Regions from separate parts of the Mus musculus genome. Here region 2 is linked to region 1. Evidence: chromatin contacts called from public Micro-C data. All regions are on one chromosome and are shown on one strand. The core of a region is the stretch at or near the end of the contact, and the rest is flanking DNA. Distances in the headings are between cores, read along the strand shown. Region 1 has its middle 5.4 kb from the start of Gm42196. Region 2 overlaps 1700112D23Rik (RIKEN cDNA 1700112D23 gene).

What was found. A called contact is a pair of places that touch in the nucleus more often than the background predicts.
Region 2: a Micro-C map of muscle stem cells shows a contact between it and region 1, with 5 times the contacts expected there. The contact joins two enhancer-like sites. A contact is called at or near these places in 15 of 39 promoter capture datasets (the 3T3-L1 cell line, the C10 cell line, the HPC-7 cell line and 7 more), 8 of 15 datasets of contacts at CTCF or cohesin (CD8 T cells, the NIH/3T3 cell line, embryonic stem cells and 4 more), 187 of 484 Hi-C or Micro-C datasets (the 3T3-L1 cell line, 3T3-L1-derived adipocytes, the AML12 cell line and 101 more), 30 of 115 datasets of contacts at active chromatin or transcription factors (the NIH/3T3 cell line, PVALB interneurons, Th17 cells and 25 more) and 2 of 9 other capture datasets (embryonic stem cells and embryonic tail).

What each region holds. Positions count from the first base shown.
Region 1 is chr3:28,168,134-28,174,125 of GRCm38.p6, forward strand. No RefSeq gene overlaps it. Among named protein-coding and RNA genes, the nearest start is that of Gm42196, 5.4 kb to the right of the region's middle. Within about 2 kb of position 3,303, at least 82 of the 459 cell types and tissues checked have an H3K27ac peak or open chromatin away from gene starts, as enhancers often do. A contact at or near this core is called in the AML12 cell line and muscle stem cells, where this site is marked.
Region 2 is chr3:28,732,575-28,738,566 of GRCm38.p6, forward strand. All of the region lies in intron 2 of 1700112D23Rik (RIKEN cDNA 1700112D23 gene), which reads right to left. Among named protein-coding and RNA genes, the nearest start is that of Slc2a2, 38 kb to the left of the region's middle. Within about 2 kb of position 2,312, at least 43 of the 459 cell types and tissues checked have an H3K27ac peak or open chromatin away from gene starts, as enhancers often do. A contact at or near this core is called in the AML12 cell line and muscle stem cells, where this site is marked.

The sequences.
Region 1 (5,992 bases), core at 2,053-4,552:
GGGAAGAGCTTGAAAGACTGCTCTGGCCTCCTGGAGCCCTCTCTGCAGTGGAAACAAATCGCCTCTGAAAATACAATGCCATGTTGCTTTTAAAAAGTGGTATTTAAGCAGCATGGAAGTAGCCTAGGAGAAATTCATGCAAAATCCATTCAGGCCTATAATTTACATCTGCTGCCTGAGTTGGAACACCTCCCTTCCATAACTGGAAATCTATGGGCCTAATTCTGGGATGACTGGAAGGAGGTTTATGTCTCAGCGTGTAGCTGAGCAATCTGTCACTGGGAGGGTAAAGCTGTAACCCCCAGTATAAGAAGCTGGGCCCTAGTGTTAAAATAGAAAGATAGAAAGATGGAAACACAGAAAGAAGGGAGAGGGTGGGGCGGGGTTGGGAGTACACACTTAAAAATCCACACTCAAGGACTTATGTTTGCTTGCAGGTCCAGAGGCTTGAGCCTGCCCTCTGCCCAAATCTGCAGTCTTTCCCACTCACCATGGTCTGCGATTAATTTAGTGCCCAAGAACCTCGAGTTGCTCCTGTGTTGAAGGTGAGCACCCTGATGTAAAGTTTGATATGTCACCAAGTCACTAGATCCACACTGACCTGCAGTGGGCTTTGCTGTTTCCCATGAGTGTTCTGGGCTCAATGTAGATTTTGTTTTGTTTGAAGATTTTCGTTTCTATGTGTTTTTGTTTCTATGTGTGTGGGTTCCATGTGCGTGCATGCATATGGGAGCTAGAGTTACAGGTGGTTGTGAGCCATTCAACATGGGTGCTTAGAACCAAACTTAGGCCCATGGCAAGGAGGAAGGAAGGGACTCTGATGTCCACTTGGTCTGGCCTTTAGTGCTGAAGAGCAAGAAGAACAAGAACAAGAAGAGATACCGAAATGTCTGTATTATATTGAAAAGGAGAGGGTGGGGCAGGGTTGGGAGCACACACTTAAAATCCATACTCAAGGACTTATGTTTGCTCCTGGGGGAGGGAGGGTAAGCCAGCTCCTCAGCTGGAAAGTTCAGGGCAGAGAGCAGAGTATGTATGCCCTGTAACAGGTAGGGCCTGAGGGATGCCCAGAGAACCTGGCGGCCAAGTTCACTTTGGTATGTAAACTATGCACCTCAGTTATTTGTCCCAGGTCTGAATCTCACCACAGGCTATTCCAACATTAGCTCTCCCCAAGCTGCCTATAGGTACCAGGATTTTATGTAAAGCATAAATCGTTCTCCTCAGACTGAAATACTCCTACTCCGTTATGGCTTAATGCTTTGCCTTTTTAGTTCTGTGACCTTGAGTAGCCCACTTCATTTTTCTGGGCTACAGTTTTCCCTGTATAAAAAGGTATGGCTTCTGTTCTAGAGTATAGGGCTCAGAATAAACAGATTGTCATTTGTTGTTGTTTTGGGTCATTCTAGGGACACATGTGTCACAAGACATTAGTCCTATATACTCAAAGAACGCACAAAATATTTCAGCACAGAGAAATGAGAAAAACAGCTATTTCCGCAAATCTTTCCTTTGTTAAAAAATTTTAAAATGTATTACATAAGTTTTCTTTCAACATAACAAATATATCGAAACTAATTTTTTTCTTTTAAAGGTGGCCATGTGGTCCATGCCTATAATCCTAGCCTTCTGAAGGAGGATCAGAGTTCAAGGTCATTTTGGCTACACAGTGAGTCTGAGGCTAATCTGGGCTACATAAGGCCCTGTCTTAAAGAACAAAAGGCCCAAAAGTGATTTAGGGCTTGTGAGAAAGAAATCAGGAGTCTGGAAAAATGGCTCCCTCTGACACATCACACATACTGTGAACACAGAAATGGGATGAAGGAAGGATGAAGGAAGGAAGAAGGGAAAGAAGGGAGAGAAGGGAGGAAGGAAGGGAAGAAAGAAAGAAATGAAGGAGGAAGATAGGGAGGGAGGAAGAGAGGAATGAGAGAGGGAGGAAGGAAGAGGAGAGGGAAGGAGGGAAGAGGGAGGGAGGAATGAAGGAGGGAGGGAGGAAAGGAGAGAGGGAGAGAGGGAGGGAGAAAAGTGTCCTATCAAGGAGGTTTGGGGAAGCCATTCTTCCAGAAGATCAGAATGGAGAGCCCCACCTGCACCCCAGCCCACCTGCTGGGATAGGCCCAGAGGGAGGTGCTGAGGCCTGAGACAGCCAATGAGAGATACTTATTGTCAAGCAACAATCTCCTGTTAGTTTTTTCTGCACCATCAGAATGCAGGGGACCAGGGAAACCCCCGAGAGGGATACCTCTGGGTGCCGCTGTTACAGACAAGGACTTTTAACTATCCTTGAGGTAAACAAAAGGGATCCCTTAGAGAACAGAACACCCTGAGGACCTGGGATGCAGTTCCATTGGTAGGGTGCCTGCCTAGTGTACAAAGCCCCTAGTGGATGAGTCCTAGCACTCCATAGCCTGGACTTGATGCCAAAGGCCTGGAATCCCAGCAGGAGGCAGGAGGATCGGAAGTCCATCTTCATCTATTTAGCAAGTTCCAGGTCAGCCTAATTCCTGGAGATCCTGTTTCAAAAACGGGAGAAGAGAGGGGGATGATATGACCGAGTCTGGCTTTGTGGATGGTCCAGAGGCAGGGCAAGGCCAGAGGAGGAGCTGCTCCTGGGGACAATCCCTAGGCCTGACCCCAGCCTCACTGCTAGCCTTCTGACTGAAGCTCCAGCTCCTCGTCTGTCCAATAGGAGAAGCCATGCAGCCAGCCAGCCAGGCAAGCGGGAGGGTCTGAGGCAGTGGCAGCAGTGGACCAGGTAAACTACATTTCTTAAGTCAGCAATTCTAGCTTTTCTCCGCTCCCCCTGACCCCGCCTTTTGCCCTTCATTTAAAGGAAACATTTCTGAACGTTCCACCAGCTTCTAAAACAACCGACATTTGTTCCCACGTAGATCCCAACTGAAGGAGGGGAGGGAAGGGGGAAGGATGGAGCTGTTTTTCTTTGACTGAAGGTCAGACCCTATACTCCTCTTACCCTCCCTGATTTCCCTCTGACTCATCTTTGGGCCTGAGGCATATCACAAGCTTCCTGTCTCCTTTTCCTTACCTGGAAAAAAAAAGGTTTTATTTCATCGGCTTCCACCTGCCTTTCTGTGCCTACTGTTTTGAGACTGTGTTCTACTTCCTCTAAATTACCTTTTCACGGGGAGTTTTAGTGTTTTCTAGAAGCAGGGAACGGACCAAGTGTTCTTTGAGTGATTCCAGCAGAGAACCGCACCAGAGAGCAGCAGGTCTCAGGCCACGTGATTATCGCCCCCTGGGGGCTGTTGGCAACGTCTAGACATTTTTGGATTATGCAATCACCGGAAGAGGAAGTGTAATAAGCAGAAAAGAGAGCTATTGCCAAATACCTACCATGCATAGGACAGTGCCTGCCACAAGAAACAATATCTGGTTTACACAGCCACTTCCCTTGTCTTCGGATGAATGGAACGCTGCTCTTTCTGCTAACCCGTGACAACGTCTGACTTGGGGAGCCCACAGCAGGAAAACCTCATCCCATTCTCTTCAAGGCTCCCTCCACCATCCCCCCTGCAGCAAACTGAGGGGAAGGGGTATCTGATTTCCAAGCTCGTTTTGCAGGGTGGGGAATTCAAGTTCCCAAGACACAGGCTCAACCTGAGATGGTCCTCCCTATAGGAGTACCTGCCTTCCGCGTCCCTCGTGGATGGTGCGACACCAGACTTATCTGGTTAAAGAGAAATGCTTCCTTGCTGCCTTCTTTGCTGGGGACAAGCCCCAGACAGTTGCACTGGTAAAAACCTCAGGACCAGACCCAAAGCCTCAAGGTCCACAGACAACGATGCTAATAGGTTGGAAATAGGCACAAAAGTCCAAACAGGAAGCTTTCTATCCTCCCCCTGACTCCTCCTCCCTCTGGGTTCAGGTATCTGTTCCTTTCCCTCTTCCGGACACTGTCCCAGCTAGCAGGAAGTTGCCAGGAAAGCGAATCTTACTATGTTCTTTGAGACTGAACGTGCTGATGTTTGTAACGAGCTATGGAGAGAAAATGATTAATCCAAAGTCATGACCACCCCTGGGGGTCTTCGTTGTCCCCAAGGGGCTGACAAACCAGATGGTGACTGAGGTGACCACTTCACTCTCACGGAAGGGTTAGTGTAGGGAAGGAGCCAAACTCACCATGTATGGCTACACAGTGCTCCATGGGGCTCAGTAGACCCTGGTATGCTTTTTTGTCTTTTCTTTCTTTCTTTCTTTCTTTCTTTCTTTCTTTCTTTCTTTCTTTCTTTCTTTCTTTCTTTTGGACAGATGATTATGTTTGTCACTGAGAGTGACCTTGAACTGGTTCTCATACTGCTAGTCTCACAGGGACGTGCCACCTCTCTGCAGAGCTGCTGGTGAAAGCCAGCGCTAGCCCGACACTCCACTGCTCAGCCCGCATCGTCAACCCTGTACAGTACACTGTCACAGCAACCTAAACAGGGTAAGATGGCAAGAAGAAAAAAATGTCACAAAAGCTAAACAAAACCAAACAGAAAATAGGAAGAGTGACATCTCCGTGAGTTTTATTTGTTTGTTTAGTCTAAGTCTCACATGGTCCAGGCTGTCTTGAATTCACTCGGAGAACTGATGGTTGACTTTGAACTTTGGTCCTCTTACCTTCAGCTCAGCAGATGTTGGCATTATCAATCCTTCCTTACCTTCTATCAATTAAAAAGTTCTTATAAATATCATATACATTTCCATATTTCATTTTATGTGCATCTTGGCATACAACCAAGTACTTTCTATGGGTTTCCACGACTGTTCCTCACAACCCTATGCAGTGGTAATTATTATCCAGATATTAATATAAAATAATATGTGAGGAATAATAAATATAACCTGCAATGATTGGAGACTTCGAGGAATTAGTCAGTAGTACAACAGGCAGAGATAGGATTTGATCCTGACGATAGCTGTGATTACAAAGTTACACCATAATGTTTTGTGTTCAGGAAATAAATCTCTGAGCCTCTTTGCTCCAGGCATCTCAAATAATGCCGGTTCAAAGAACAAGAAGAGTGTTCTTGGACTCAGTGGCTTCCTCTGCTGCTTCTGTTCGGCCCCGTAGTTACAAAGGTGGCCACAGGAGACCTGCAGAAGCGGGACTTCACGTTCAGTCCACAGAACAGCCACGTCGTCATTGCTGAGACCAGCGGTTCTCAACCTGTGGGCCTCAGCCCCTTTAGGGGCAAATGACCCTTTCACAGGGGTTGCCTAAGATAATCAGAAAACATAGATACTTACATTTCAATTTATAATAGAAGCAAAACTATAGCAGTGAAGTAGTAATAAAACATTTATAGAGGCAGGCAGATGTCTGAGTTCGAGGCCAGCCTGGTCTACAAAGTGAGTTCCAGGACAGCCAGGGCTATACAAAGAAACCCTGTCTCGAAAAAAAAAATTATGATTGGGGGTCTCCATAACATGAGGAACTATATTAAGTTGTCTCAGCATTAGGAAGGTAGAGAACTGTCATAGACACCCAATAGAGTCTAGTCTTTTCTTTTCCCTCCTCCTTCCCTACCTCTTTGAGACAAAGCTGCCTGCAGCCCAGAATGGCCTGAGAATCACATATAGCCAGGGTAAACTTTAAACCTTTCTTGCCCGTTCCTCTCAAGTCCTGGGATTACAGACATGTGCCACCATACTCAATCTATTCAGTGCTGGGTTACAAATCTTGTCTCCTAGAATCCTAGGGAGGAACTAGGAGCTACTAAGTGAGCTGCCTCTCCAGTCCAGAAATCCAATTTCTTAAAATATCACAGCCTGTGTTATGACAAAGCCTCCAGGTGGTTTTAATGCACTAAAGCTTAAGAATCAGTGACCTGGGAATGTCATTGCCGCGTGGCCATAAGTGTGAAGCAGGGACTGAAAGGGTAGAGGAAGCAATAATTACAACCATTGCAATTGAATCGGAGGCTACTTTTCTTGTTTTTTAACTGCCACTATCTGAGACACCTGGGGCAAAACGGCTCAGTTATTT
Region 2 (5,992 bases), core at 1,062-3,561, 560 kb after region 1:
TATTAATAGATGAGGAGTTCTTATTTGTAAAATAAAATAGTATTCAATATAAATTCAATGACCACTTATTGTTATTCTAAATATAAGTATTCAAAATTATATTTTGAAATATGTTGAATATTTTGAAGTAATATTCAACATACAAATATAGATAATTTTTTAAAAGTTTATTAAAAAGTTGTTTAAAAATGTAAAGGATTTGAGAAATGGCTAGGCAATTAGGAGCTGTCACTGTTCTTGAAGAGGAACCAGGTTCAGTTCCCAGCACCCACATGGCAGCCTCAACTGACTGCAGGAAACTCATACCCACGTACACACACATAGCATACACATCATACACATACACACACACACACACACACACACACACACACACACAAATAAAATAAGCCTATAAAAATTGTTTAGGAAAATATTTTCCTAAGTAGACCAATAGGAATAAAATAAGCAATGTTATTTAATTCCGCAAGCCATTTATAAGTTATAGCCTGTGATGACTATTCCTGGTTGTCAGCTTGACTACATCTTGAATTAACTAAGCCCCCCCCCCCCAAAATGGGGCACACATATGAGATATTTTTGCTTAATTTGAAGTGGTAAGATCTAGTTCTAATCTTGACTCTCAAGATAGGAAGACCCAGCTCTAATCTGGGCCACGCCTTCTTCTGGAATCTTCTGTAAGACATGAAAGAAGAAAGTTGTTGCTCTTTGTTTGCTTTTACCTCACTAGCAAGTCCAGTCCTTCATTGGCATCAGAGCCTACTTCTTCAAGATTCCAACACATATTGAAGACCAGCTGAAACATACAGCTAATGGCCTGAACAAGTACTAGAATCTTGGACTGGAATATATATATATATGAATGAAGATGGAGATGGAGACAGAGGGGGAAGAGGGAGGGGGAGGAGGGAGAGAGAGAGAGAGAGAGAGAGAGAGAGAGAGAGAGAGATTCATTCTGTAAGTTCTGTTACTCTGGAAAACCCTGACATATAGCCCAAACATTTCCAGGGCCGGTGAGATATCTTCAGGTGTAATACACTTGACACCAAGCCTGATGACCTGAGTTCCATCCCTAGGCCCACATAGTGGAAGGAGAGAGCTGACTCCCATAAGTTGTTCATAGACCTCCATATGTGTACACACACACACACACACACACACACACACACACACAGACAGACAGACAGACAGAGGGAGACAGAGAGACAGAGAGATGAAAATTTTAAAATCAGTTCAACAATCTTGGCTTTTAATTTTATGAAGTAAAAAAGTAAAGAACTTGTGTGGTGTGGACTGTTCTCCATTTGAACATGTTCTCCCAGTTTTCTTCATTATGTATCCTGCTTCTAATAATAGAAAAGAAATGAGAGACAGATTACCTTCTCCTAGAGGTGCATGCTGGGATAAGAAATGCATCTGCAAGCTGAAGACCAATGCAAGGTCTTATTATGATGAAAGAGAATATGGATTAGTCAGGATCCTGCAGAGGAACAGAACCAATGGGGGTGTGTGGTCCCTGTGCTACAAAGAAAGCTTGAAAGGCTCATTCTCATCTCAGCAAAGGAAGCAGCAACAGCAACAGAGCAAGTTAACTTGGAGGCAAGAGGGAAGACCAAGCAAGCAACGGGTGAGGAGGCCGATTTCTTTCTGCCATTTTTGTCTGAACTGCTACTAGAAGATGCTTCTACCAGAGGGCAGATCTCCCCACATCAATCAAGATGACCAGGGAACTTTTTCAGATGAGTATCTATGAAGGCCACTGAAATCTGTGACAAGCTGGCATTAAAAACCAACCCTAATCATATGTGAATGTTTCTAGGCTGAGAGAAAAGAGGAATAGAGAAAGAACTTCAGGGTGAATTAGAGGAAGGCAAATAACAGAGCATGAGAAAGTTTGATAGCAACAGCTAAGTATATGGCACATACCTGAGACCCCAGTACTCAAGATGCTAAGGAAACGGGATTGCTGGTTCAAGTCCAGAGTGGACTACAAAACAAGACTCATCTAAAACAACAACAGCAGTGGGCAAAGCTTGCTATTAGGAAGAAAGAGGAAATAAGAGATGGATTAAAATCTGTAGACATTTGTGAGACAATGTAGAAAAGTTACGGTTATTCATGTTGTATAGACAGCCTTCAGCAGACAAAGAGTAAGACGGGCCTGTGCTCTGAACAGGATTCCTAGAGGTAAGTAACTCCTGGATTAAGCACTGAAGCCAGCAGCATTGCTGGGCTGTGCCCTCACCACAGGGCCAGCAGCATTGCTGGGCTGTGCCCTCACCACAGGGCCAGCAGCATTGCAGGGCTGCATGCACCCTCATCACAGAGTTCTCAGCTGAGTCATTCTGGGCAAGTCACACAGTTTCAAGTTTCAGTCACTCACTCCTGTGTGAAATGAAAATAAAGACAGCATTAATCTTGCTTAGGCCCAAATAGTCACCCTCAAAGAATGCATTAGCTCAAGTGTGACTGTGTGATGTGCAAGTTATTTCGTCCCTAAATGGAGTATCAGCCAGCCTGTCCTGCTGTGACAAAACACCTAGACCAGTATTGAACTGTTTCTCACAGTTGGGCAGGCAGGAGAACTGTGTGTGCACATGGGGGGAGGAAGAGACTTCTAGCATGTGTGCTTTCTAACAAGTACACTGCCCCTCTTGATTAGGGTCCCCCACATATGAACTCATTGCACCCTTATTGTCTACTGTGCCAAAGCAGCTAACTGAATTTGGAGTGTTGAGTGTGAACTGGCAAGAGAGGTGAGTGGTCAGGTCATAGCAAATGGTACAGAACTTCATCTATAGACTATGAAGAAAATTGGCTTATTTGAGTATTGGGTCAATAGAATCTTATTTGTGCATAAAAAATATATAATCTGTAGGAGAATAGATAAGTACAACAAGGTAATCAGGGCTCAGAGAGATAGAGACCCTCTCTTCTCTTTCCTCTGTAGATCACAGCTTTAGCCATTTACTAGGTGTGTCTAGGTGGGGGCACTGAGGGGAAAGGCCAGGAAACTGGAAAGGAGCCTGTGAGATGGGAGAGGAGATCCTAAGGGAACAGCACCAGGAGGAAGGTGACTACATGGCATATAAACTCTAAAGGGGGTGCTGGAGGGAGTGGGGGAGCAGGGAACGGGAGTAGCAAGCTAAGGGGGTTCCGGAGGCAGCGGGGAAGGCTGGTAGAGGGGCATGAGGAATGGGAATAGCAAGCTTAGAGAAGGAAGGATATATGGAATGTCCCTAAGAAGACCTGTAAAACTTTGTATGCTAAGCTTTTAAACATTATTTATTTTATATGTATACACTTTTCCCTGCATGTATGTATGTGTACATGTGCACGTGTGATGCACGCAGAGGTCTGAAGAAGTCATTGGATCCCCTGGAACCAAAGTTATAGTTATGAGCCACCATGTGCATGCTGGGAACAAAACTCAGCAAGAGCAGCAAGTGGTCTTCAACACTGAGCCCCAGTAAATTTATTTTTAAAAAGAAAATATTACAAATGTCCAACAAATACATATGTAAAAAAATGTTTAACCAAAACTGCAGTGAGATTCCATCTTCCCCAAGTCAGAAACAACCACCCATGTAAGGATGCAGAGAGAAGACTATCTTACACACTCCTTCTGAGCCAGTGCACTAATGCAAGCACTGTGACTGCCAATATCTGCCAAAAAATATGAGGTAAGACTACTGTATGATCCAGATATCCCACTCCTGGGTATACACAAGATGCGATCTAAAGCAGGATATCACATAGATATACAAAGATATCCATGTTTATGCAGGAGTATTCATAACGGCCAAGACAAGGAAATACCTAGATGTCCATCAAAAACAAATGGATGAACCAATGTGACATGCCAAACACATGCATGGGAGCATTGTTTCCACCATAAGAGAGAATGAACATGTGTCATGTGCTGGAAAGTAAATGAAATGGGGAAAGTCATCTTATTAAGTGGAATAAAGATGGCAAATGTGACAAATGTTGGTATGCAGAACACACACATTATTCAGTCTCTCTATCTTACATGTACGTTATTCTTCATCTCTGAATATATTTTACACACATCCATCATTTTTAAAAAATGGAAAAGAGATACCCCTGCAAGAGAATGTTAGCTTCTCCTCACAACCTCTGCGCTAGTACTGAAGCACTCTCCCAAGATCAACCAAGGAGGCTTGAATGAGCTTTGCCACCATTTCAACACCTACCAAGGTAGAGTCAATAATAATTAATTAATTAGAAAATAAAACATCAGAAATACATGAATTGCAACTATATATTGTAAGATTCTGGGTAACTGAGAGTTGAAGATGGAGCCCCCAGTACCACCCCTTCACACCCAACTTCAGCAAAATGCAGCAATGTGCCAGTCCCTCTGATCTCAGGATACTGTGCAACCCTGGGAGAGCAGTGGAAGTGGCTGCATCTGGAGCTGGGTTTGTCCAGATGTGTCCATAGCTGACTGTCACCCAGCAATCAACGCAGTCAGCACTGACTATACTGAGAACATCTGACCAGTCCAGTTCAAACTTGTTCCCAAGTGACACCAGTGATTATTTTTATCTCATGATGTTATAGTTTAACTAACTCACTAATGATTAAGACTGTTTTGAAGACTGAGCAAGGCCCACTAGCTAAATGGCGATTGCACTTTAGTTAACATGCAAAGGGTGTGTGCTCCCTGCTGTTAGCTAATAACACATTCTAATTAATAGCACTTGGAGAAACTGTCCTGTCAGCAGGGGCCCAGAGGTTGTTTTCCTAATACATTAAGACAAGCCCCATCAGCTCTCCTCTGTTTTGTCAAATAAGTAACTGGAGCTACCTACCACTATTCTGATTCTTTACTTCTAAAAGTAATTTAGTTCCTAATTCGAAACACTCAAACGCTTTTGTTCATGGGCGCTTTCTTGAACTGGCATGTGGGTGGGGTGCTGCCAAAAGCACACAGCCCCAACCTTATTTACTCACCGCCAGCTCTGCCGGTGTCATCATGAGGGCTCCAGCAAGCAGTTCCAAGGCAATGGTTCCTTTTCTCCTCCTCATTTATTCATGTGACATACGTACTGCATATCACATATTATGTGTACTCTGACATATGATATATAAACTTTTCTGTACTGTCTCAGTCTTAGTCTTAATTGGAAAGGAGCTGATTTCACACACAAGGAGACCCACCTAAGCAATCAACTACAGCATCACCTAACACCACTTTGCTGGCCTATGAAACTGGTGGGGAGGCTTTATGAGAAGAGCCTCTGGGTGAGGTGGCGGCAGTCCCTGCCTGTGACCGTGACCAGCCTATTCTCTTGTGTGATTGACATGGAAGTCAGTGCTCACCCTCAGCAGTGCCACCCCTCCCCCAGCCCCACCTTGCTACATCTCATGTTTCAGGAGGAAAAGGCACAGTGACATAAGGAGGCACCTGCCCTCGCTCACAGCTTCTTGAAGATATCTAAATGGTGCAAATGAGGAATGATGGAGGTGGGAAGGGAAAATGGGTTGCATATAATATGAAATAAGAACAGTTCTCCCACCTTTCTGCAATTACATAAAATGTCCATTCTAATTGTGTTACAATTAGATGCAAGTACTTCTACTAACTCTGGCCCTGGTACTCAGTACCATGGGCTGAGAGTTCTACGACTGCCAGCCGGGAAAAATGTCGCTCAGATCTCCTGCATCCTTACTGATTGCTTTGAAAGGACTGAGATTTTCCTGTGGATTACTGATGGAAATGTTGGAGTCTCCAGCTATGAAAACGGGCTTGCCGTATGAAGCAGTCTGCGCCACTGTCACAGTCTTTCCCACATTGTCACCATTCTGGACTCTGCGAGTATTCCAAAATTCATTTTTATTTTTTGTGAGGGGGCACACAGGCCTTCAGCAGAGGTCAGGTTCCCTGGTGCTGAGGTGCTGGGCTACAGGCAGTTGTGAGCAGCCTCATGTGCTCATCTCTGGTCCTTTGGAAAAGCAGCAGTTG